Regions from separate parts of the Sus scrofa genome. Here region 2 is linked to region 1. Evidence: chromatin contacts called from public promoter capture Hi-C data. All regions are on one chromosome and are shown on one strand. The core of a region is the stretch at or near the end of the contact, and the rest is flanking DNA. Distances in the headings are between cores, read along the strand shown.

Region 1 (3,855 bases), core at 706-3,205:
GCAACTCAAATCTGGAACCTAACTGGGTACAGGTTACTGTGTGAGGATCAAAGAGAAAGATTAGAACCCTACCTCCCTGCCCCCTAAAGCATACCAGTATTTTTTTTTTTTTAATTAAAATATACTTTAGGTTTGTTTTGACATATTCTTTTCAAACAACTTGAAACTGTTACATTTTTATAATAACCTAATTTTACATTTGAACTTAAAAAAATTACTCACTCTGAAGTAGAGTATAAAACTACATTTTAAAACATTTCTCCCCAGATTTGGCCTATTGAAAGGAATAACCACTGAACACATCTAGCCATCTTATTCTGAAAGGACAAGGTGCCTTTTTTTAATAGCCACTGTGCCAAAGGGGCGGAAGCTGTGATTCTTCCCCCAAAGTGATCACATATAATGTGCCCTGAATATTGACTCTTGAAACACTCCATGAGCGAATCCTTACAAATGGGTCCCTTTGCCAAAGACCAAGTGGCTAAAAAGGAGCAAACAACAAGTCTAGCTTGCTTCATCTTTATTAGAGGAAATCCACAGACCTCTGTAGATTGCAGCGTTAGGGAAAACATGTTTGTCATTAGAATGATGATATTACCACTTCCCCACTCTAAGCCTGTTTAAGGGAGTCCACCTCGTAACTGCTGACTCAGTTTGCCTCCATTGCCAGAACTAAAGCATGCTCCCGATTGTCCGCTGGGTTGATTTGGAACGAACACCAGAGGGGCAAACTGAGGATCACTGAGCAGTTCTAGGTTACCAAAGCGTGCTAACTGGGTCTAGATACTGTGTGAGTTAGGACTGCCAAGGTATAAATAATGCCATTTACATGAAGGAGAAAAAAAAAAAAAAAAAAAGGCGGCCAGTTCAAGGTCACGGAGAGAAGGCAACCGAGACTGGGCTCTTCAACCCCTCGGTTCTTTGTCGGGTCAGAGCCAAACACGACACCAGCCAGGAGTTTCAAAGGTGCGCAGTACAACCGCGAGCGTGGGCAGTCCTTCTGTACACCAGCCGGAGGAGCAACTTGAAGCAGCCCCGCTCCCTCCACCGCGGTCTGACCCTCCCGCAAATGGGCGCGGGCTTGAGGAGGGCGGAGCGCAGGTGTTCTCCCAGCTGAGTCTTCGGAGGCAGTGGAACCCAGCACCGCGGGACGAGAGGAAAACGGGAGCAGCTGAGGGCAGGACCAGCAGAAGGAAGCAAGCCGGGGCGTGTGCCTCGGGCAGGGAAGCGGGCCAGGGACAAGAGGGCACGGGGGCTCGCCTCTGGCTCAGAGCATCGAGCGCCCGCTGCCTGCAGAAGCGGGTGGACCGGCTCGTAGGACAGAGGGGAAAGCGGGAAGCCGAGGGCAGGGAAGGAAGTCGGGAAAGAGGAAGGAAAGGCCGGAGGGTTAAGAGGAAGAGCGGTTGCAATTTCTGCGGCCGGCGCGGTAGGAGGAGCGGGCGGGGAAAGAGGAGGATCCAGAGCCAGTCAGTCAGGCGGCCCGCGGGAGGAGGAGAAAGCGGGAGGAGCAGCAGCAGCGGCAGGAGGAGGAGGAGGATTAAAGATGGCCACCGACAGCTGCGGGAGACGGCGGCAGCCCCGCACTGGCCGGGATGCTGCCCGCGCGGCGGCCCGGCCTTGATGGAGAGCAGAGGCCCGAGCAGCGCCGAGGCTGAGGCGGCGGCGGCGGCGGGGACCCAGCGAGGAGGAGGACGCGGGCGAGCAGGGAGCCGGGCCGGAGAAGGGAGAGGCGGCGGCGTCGCTGCTCCGGCCGCCTAGCGCCGCGGCCGGGCCCCGGCCGACCGGCTCCCGCACCCCGCGGCCGCAGCATCGATCCCGGCCCGAAGCCCGGGCCCCCGCAGCGGGGCTCCCGGGCCCCGCCGTGGACGCCGCGCCCGCCGCCCCCTCCCCGAGGCCAGCGCGCCCCCGGCGTGGAGCCCGGCCGGCCGCGGTCCGCCCGCCCGGCCAGGCCCGCCCGCGCCCCCCCGCCCTCCGGTGAGTGCCCCCGGCCCGCGCGCCCCCGGCCCCCGGCCCCCGGCCCCCCGGCCAGCCCCGCGCCCGGCGCGCCGCGGCCGCTTTGTTCGGGCAGGGCGGAGGCGCTGCCCACTCGCGGCCCTGCGCCCGCTGCCCCTGGGGACAGGCCGAGGCCCAGCTGCCGTCCTCCCCCGGGACCGCGCTGCCCGGGAGCCGCCGCCGCCGCCTCCGGGGAGGGCGGCCTGGCCTGTGTCCTCCACCGCGGCCTGGAGAGGGCGCTGTCGCGGTCGGGTCGGGGTCAGGGTCAAGGGCTGCGGGCGATGGGGAGCGACGCTGGGGTGTTTCGGGGGGTGGGGGAGCGGAGGGCCGGACGCTCCCTCCTGCTGCGAGCAGTGGGGGCGTAACCAGGCGATCCGGGCATCAGGGTCCCGTGCGGGCCTCTCCGCCAGACCCCGCGGGGTCTCGGGTCCCAGAGCCCCCCGCCCGCGGCGCAGCCGAGCGAGGCCTCCATCCCTCGGGCGCTGTCTCCGCGGCTGCGGGCCTCCCCGGGCTGATTCCCGAGCCCTGCTTCCCCCCCCGCCCCACGCCCTGCGCTGGAAACCTGGGTTTGTGGAAGCAACCCAGAGATGCTCCTGCGGAGAGTGTTTGCTCTTTTATTCCCTTGCACGAGGATGTGGTGGCCTCGCAAGCATTCACGGTTACCGGGGGTGTAAACAGCAGATGTGACCTTTCCGACCAAAAGCCATTCGGTCCGGGGTTTGATCCTCAGGTGTAGCGTTTCTTGATTTTTTTTTTTACTATCGAATTGTGAGATTTCTCATAAGGTCTCCCTTTCACGGAAATTATCTGATAAAACCAATTGAAAGGATGTTTACTATGTATGGGAACCCTTGCTTCGACTTCCAGTGCCTTAAAAAATGATTGTTTCCTGTGGGAAAATGGTGTTAATGCTTTTACAAAAAACTGTTTTGTGTTTTTTTTTTTTTTTTTTTTTTTTTTCCCGTAACGGCTTGAGTTGGTTAGTGCCAAGTGGTTATTGTAGTCTGAAAACCAAACAATTAAAAAAGAGAAAACGTTTTGCGTCTAGATAGCAGAATATTTGCAGGTTGGAATTCTTTGATAGCAGGTTTGGAACAGTTTCCACCATCAGACGGTGTAACAAATAACACAAGACAGACCCAGTAATATGTTGATTAAAAAAAACCCAGCAACTAGATATGGTAGTAGTGCATAGGTTTAGAAAAATATGTCTTGCTTAAGAAGAAAAATAAAACTTTAATAAACTCTAAGCATAGAAATTAGTTTGGTATGTTTTTTTAAAAAAATATATTTAAAAATACATATTGCGCTGGACCTACTTGAAGACTCTTCTTATGATATTTGAGCATTAGTGGTGCATGTTACACCCTGAACCTTCATTCTCAGGTTGGTAGAAATATAGTTTTCTCCTAGGAGTGTGTTTTTCAGAGTTGAAATCAATTCATGTAAAAAAATGTTTCTAATTTAAAATTTGTGCAAAAAGGAGATATGAGTTAGAAACATGATTCTGGTCCTACTTGCAAAATCTGTTTTTAAAAGGAGTAAATGGCAGGGTAATATTGCAATATCACTTGGATTCTCTACTTTGACGATTCTTTTATTTATTTATTTATTTATTTTTTGTCTTTTTGCCATTTCTTGGGCCTCTCCCATGGCGTATGGAGTTTCCCAGGCTAGGGGTCGAATTGAAGCTGTAGCCACCGGCCTACACCAGAGCCACAGCTATGCGAGATCTGAGCCACATCTGTGACCCACACCACAGCTCATGGCAACGCCAGATCCTTAACCCACTGAGCAAGGGCAGGGATCGAACCCGCAACCTCATGGTTCCTAGTTGGATTCGTTAACCGCTGCGCCACAACG
Region 2 (3,855 bases), core at 683-3,182, 1.3 Mb after region 1:
GTCGGATTTGTTAGCCACTGCGCCATAACGGGAACTCCCAAAAGTTTTAAATTTAATGAAGTAAAATTTATCTATTTTTTTTTCTGTCTATGTCATTGGTGTCACATGGAAGAAATCACTGCCAAATTCAATGTCATGAAGCTTTTCTTCATGCTACCTTCCAGGAGTTTCACAGCTTTAGATCTTACATTTAGGTCTTTCATCTATTTTGAGCTGATTGATTTTGTAAGGTAAGGGTCCAACTTCATTCTTTTACATTTGTTGAAAAGCCTGTCCTTTCCCTAGTGAATGGCCTTGGCAACCACGTTAAAAATCATTTGCCCTTTTATGTGAGAATTTACTTCTGGTGGCCTGGAATACATTACATTTTATTTTTTAATCCTTTAGATCATTAGTATAGTTTTTCTTTCTTTCTTTTTTTTGTCACACCCACAGCACTCAGAAGATTCCTGGGATAGGGATGAAGCCCCATAACAGCAGTGACCCAAGCCCCAGCAGTGACAATCCCAGATCCTTAACTCACTGAGCCGTCAGGGAACTCTAGATCATTACTATCTGCAAAATACAAATTACATGACAATCTTTTCATATTAATAGAATTTTTGCAGAAATGACAGCAAGAAACACTTTTTGGGAATAAATACATAATTTTTAACACTATACGTATGTCTTCAACGTGTTAGTCAAATATGGCTGCTGCACAACAAAACTCAGAAGTATGCACTATTAATTCACTTTAGTGGTCTGATATTAATCCAATTCAGCAGCAGTTCGGGTTAGTCTGATAGTTTGCTGACTTTCGTTTAAAAACCACAGGTTTGGGGAGTTCCCATCCTGGTGCAGCGGTTAACGAATCCGACTAGGAACATGAGGTTGCAGGTTCAACCCCTGGCCTTGCTCAGTGGGTTAAGGATCCAGCGTTGCGGTGAGCTGTGGGGTAGGTCGCAGATGCAGCTCCATCCCGAGTTGCTGTGGCCGTGGTGTAGGCCGGCGGCTACAGCTCCTATCTGACCCCTAGCCTGGGAACCTCCATATGCCGCAGGAGCGGCCCTAGAAAAGGCAAAAAGACAAAAAAAAAAAAAAAGCAAACCACAGGTTTGGGAGCTCCTGCTATGGCTCAGCAGCGACGAACCTGCCTAGCAGCCGAGCGGCCCTGCCCGGTGGGTTAAGGACCCTCACCGCTGTGGCTGTGGCGTCGGCCGGCAGCTGCAGCTCGGATTCAACCCGGAGCCTGGGGACTTCCGTACGCGTGCGCGAGGCCCTAAAAAGCAAATAAAAACAAAATAACATCCGTACTTTAGAATCGTGTGTGGGAAATGGCCAAGCCTCGGTCCCCCACTCCCTCCACGCTTTCACCCTGGGAGCGGGAACAGTCTTTACACCCAACATTAAACCGTCAGAACGAGGTTAACCATCTGCGTGTTCTTCCGTCAACAAGTCCGTGAGTCAATTCTCTAAAAGCAGGAAAACACTCACAGAAACGCGCTCCCCGCCTGCGCTCGGCGGGGTGGACATCACGGGAGGCTCCGGAAGCGCCGTCCTCCGAGGCCGTCGTTAGTATTCCAGAAGTTTCTACGGGTGAAGGGGAGCATCTGGCACTTGGAAAACCACAAAGTGGCATTTCCACCGTGATATTATGTCACTAAACAACGCTTCTATGCTGCCAGCACTGTTCCCTTTTTCCGTTTTGTATATATGACAGGCTCCCTCAGGGGGCAGCGAACCGCCGAAGCGCTGGCCGTCGCCCTGGGCGGAGACGCCCCGACGCCTGAAGGCTCGTCGCAGCGCTGCGCAGCGCCTCACCCACCAGAGGGCGCCCGCGCCGCCTCGCCCGCGCCCTCGCCAGTGCGCGGGCGCAGGCCCCGCCCCCTCGGCTGGCCCCGCCCCATTGTCGCGCGGCCGCGGCCCCCGCTCTTCAGGCCCCGCCTCCGCCCCGCCCCCTTGAGCAGCGCGGCGGCGGCGGCGGCAACATGGAGGGGGAGAGCACGTCGGCGGTGCTCTCTGGTTTTGTGCTCGGCGCTCTCGCCTTCCAGCACCTCAACACCGACTCGGACACGGTGAGCCGAGCGGCGGGGCGGGAGCTGCAGTCGCCTCGGAAGAGGCCCTGCGCGCGGGCCCCTCGTGGCCGCCTTGGCCCGGGTCCCGCCCGCGGGCTCCCCGACGACGGCGACGGGCCGGCCCTCTGCCCCCCGAGCCGCCCTCTCAGCCCCTGGGCGGCCCCGGAGCTGCCGCCCGCCCTCTGACCCTTCCTCTGGTCGCCGGCGTTCATTTCCGCGCCCGACCGCAGCGTCCCGCACGCCCCCTTGCTCTCCTGCCGCAGCTCGCCTTGTCGGGACTCACTCGGTGGAGGAGGAAGAGAGAGGTCGCGGGGGTCCTGTGCCCCGCCGGGAAGGGTGCGGGTTAACGCTCTCCTAAGACCCCCAGGGGTTTTCCCACCACTCTTGTTTTTTTCCTGCAGAACAGCTACTGTGCACGTTTGTTGAAAGGGTCGGCGGGTAAGGGAATGAGAAGCGGTGCATCCAGTGGCTATTTGGGGAGAAGTCTTAGATGAAAAAGATTAACGTGCTTAGAGGGTATCTTTGACTTTTGTTGGCATTGATAGCAAATGTGTTATATTGTGAGGCCTCAGCTAGTTCCTTGTGAGATGCTTTCCGTTAAAATTTAAGTATTTAAGTTTGTCTTCACATATTAGGTATTTAAATGCTTATTCCTTTTGCCCGTTCAAAACCTCTGGATGAAGTAGTGAAGGACTTTTTAAAAACACAGTGCTGGGAGTTCCCGTCGTGGCGCGGTGGTTAACGAATCCGACTAGGAACCATGAGGTTGCGGGTTTGATCTCTGCCCTTGCTCAGTGGGTTAAGGATGCGGCGTTGCCATGAGCTGTGGTGTAGGTTGCAGACGCGGCTGGGACCCCGCATTGCTGTGGCTCTGGCGTAGGCCGGTGGCTACGGCTCCGATTAGACCCCTAGCCTGGGAACCTCCATATGCCGCGGGAGCGGCCCAAGAAATATCAAAAAGACAAAAACAAAACAAAACAAAAAAACCACAGTGCTTATTTTTTAAAGCTTTTGTTTTTACATTTTTCTATCTTTTTTTTTTTCTTTTTTTTTTTAGGGCTGCACCCTTGACGTTTGGAGGCTCCCACGCTAGGGTCAAAACGGATCTGTAGCTCCTGGCCTACGCCACAGTCACAACAACACGGGATCCTCGCTGGTCTGCGACCTGCACCACAGCTCATGGTGATGCTGGATCCTTAACCACTAAGTGAGGCGAGGGATGGAACCTTCGCACTCATGGGTACTAGTCAGATTTGTTTCCACTGAGCCAGGATAGGAGCTCCTTTTATGAAATTTTAGACTGAAACTTTGAGCCTGAGTAGTGTCTTAGAGTGAGTGCTTAGTAATTGGCTGATACAGTTTAGAGAGTCTCATACTGAACAAAGCTGGTCATTTCTTTGTGCCCTTCGTTTTTATAATAAAGGGCTGTCTTACCCAAAATGGGTTGGAATTGATCATTTCCATGTATGTAATTTTAAATAATCTTGTACATTAACACCTAGCAAAGAGCAAACACAGGATAATTTAAAATGTATGTGGGAGTTCCCACCATAACTCAGTGGAACCGAATCTGACCAGTATCCATAAGGACACAGGTTTGACCCCTAGCCTCACTCAGTGGGTTAAGGATCTGGCAGTGCCGTGAGCTGTGGTGTAGGCCAGGGGCTGCAGCTCCAATTCGACCCCTACCCTGGGAACCTACATACACTGCAGGTGCGGCCCATTTAAAAAAAAAAAAAGTATGTGGTTGTGGAAGTTATTTTGGAGTGGCTTAGTGTAACTATAAAGAGAATGGGTC

What was found. Promoter capture Hi-C pulls out the DNA fragments that hold promoters and counts their contacts.
Region 2: a promoter capture Hi-C map of liver shows a contact between it and region 1, with 5 times the contacts expected there. The contact joins the promoter of ABRAXAS1 here to the promoter of WDFY3 in region 1. A contact is called at or near these places in 1 of 5 promoter capture datasets (liver) and 1 of 47 Hi-C or Micro-C datasets (embryonic fibroblasts).

The regions. Positions count from the first base shown.
Region 1 is chr8:133,663,630-133,667,484 of Sscrofa11.1, forward strand. WDFY3 (WD repeat and FYVE domain-containing protein 3) reads left to right here and starts at 1,956. Exons shown (of 68, transcript XM_021101795.1): 1 at 1,956-1,974.
Region 2 is chr8:135,000,365-135,004,219 of Sscrofa11.1, forward strand. It overlaps ABRAXAS1 (BRCA1-A complex subunit Abraxas), which reads left to right and starts at 1,933. Exons shown (of 8, transcript XM_005656571.3): 1 at 1,933-2,057. The coding sequence starts at 1,971. It overlaps GPAT3 (glycerol-3-phosphate acyltransferase 3), which reads right to left and starts at 1,776. Exons shown (of 13, transcript XM_003129347.5): 1 at 1,477-1,776.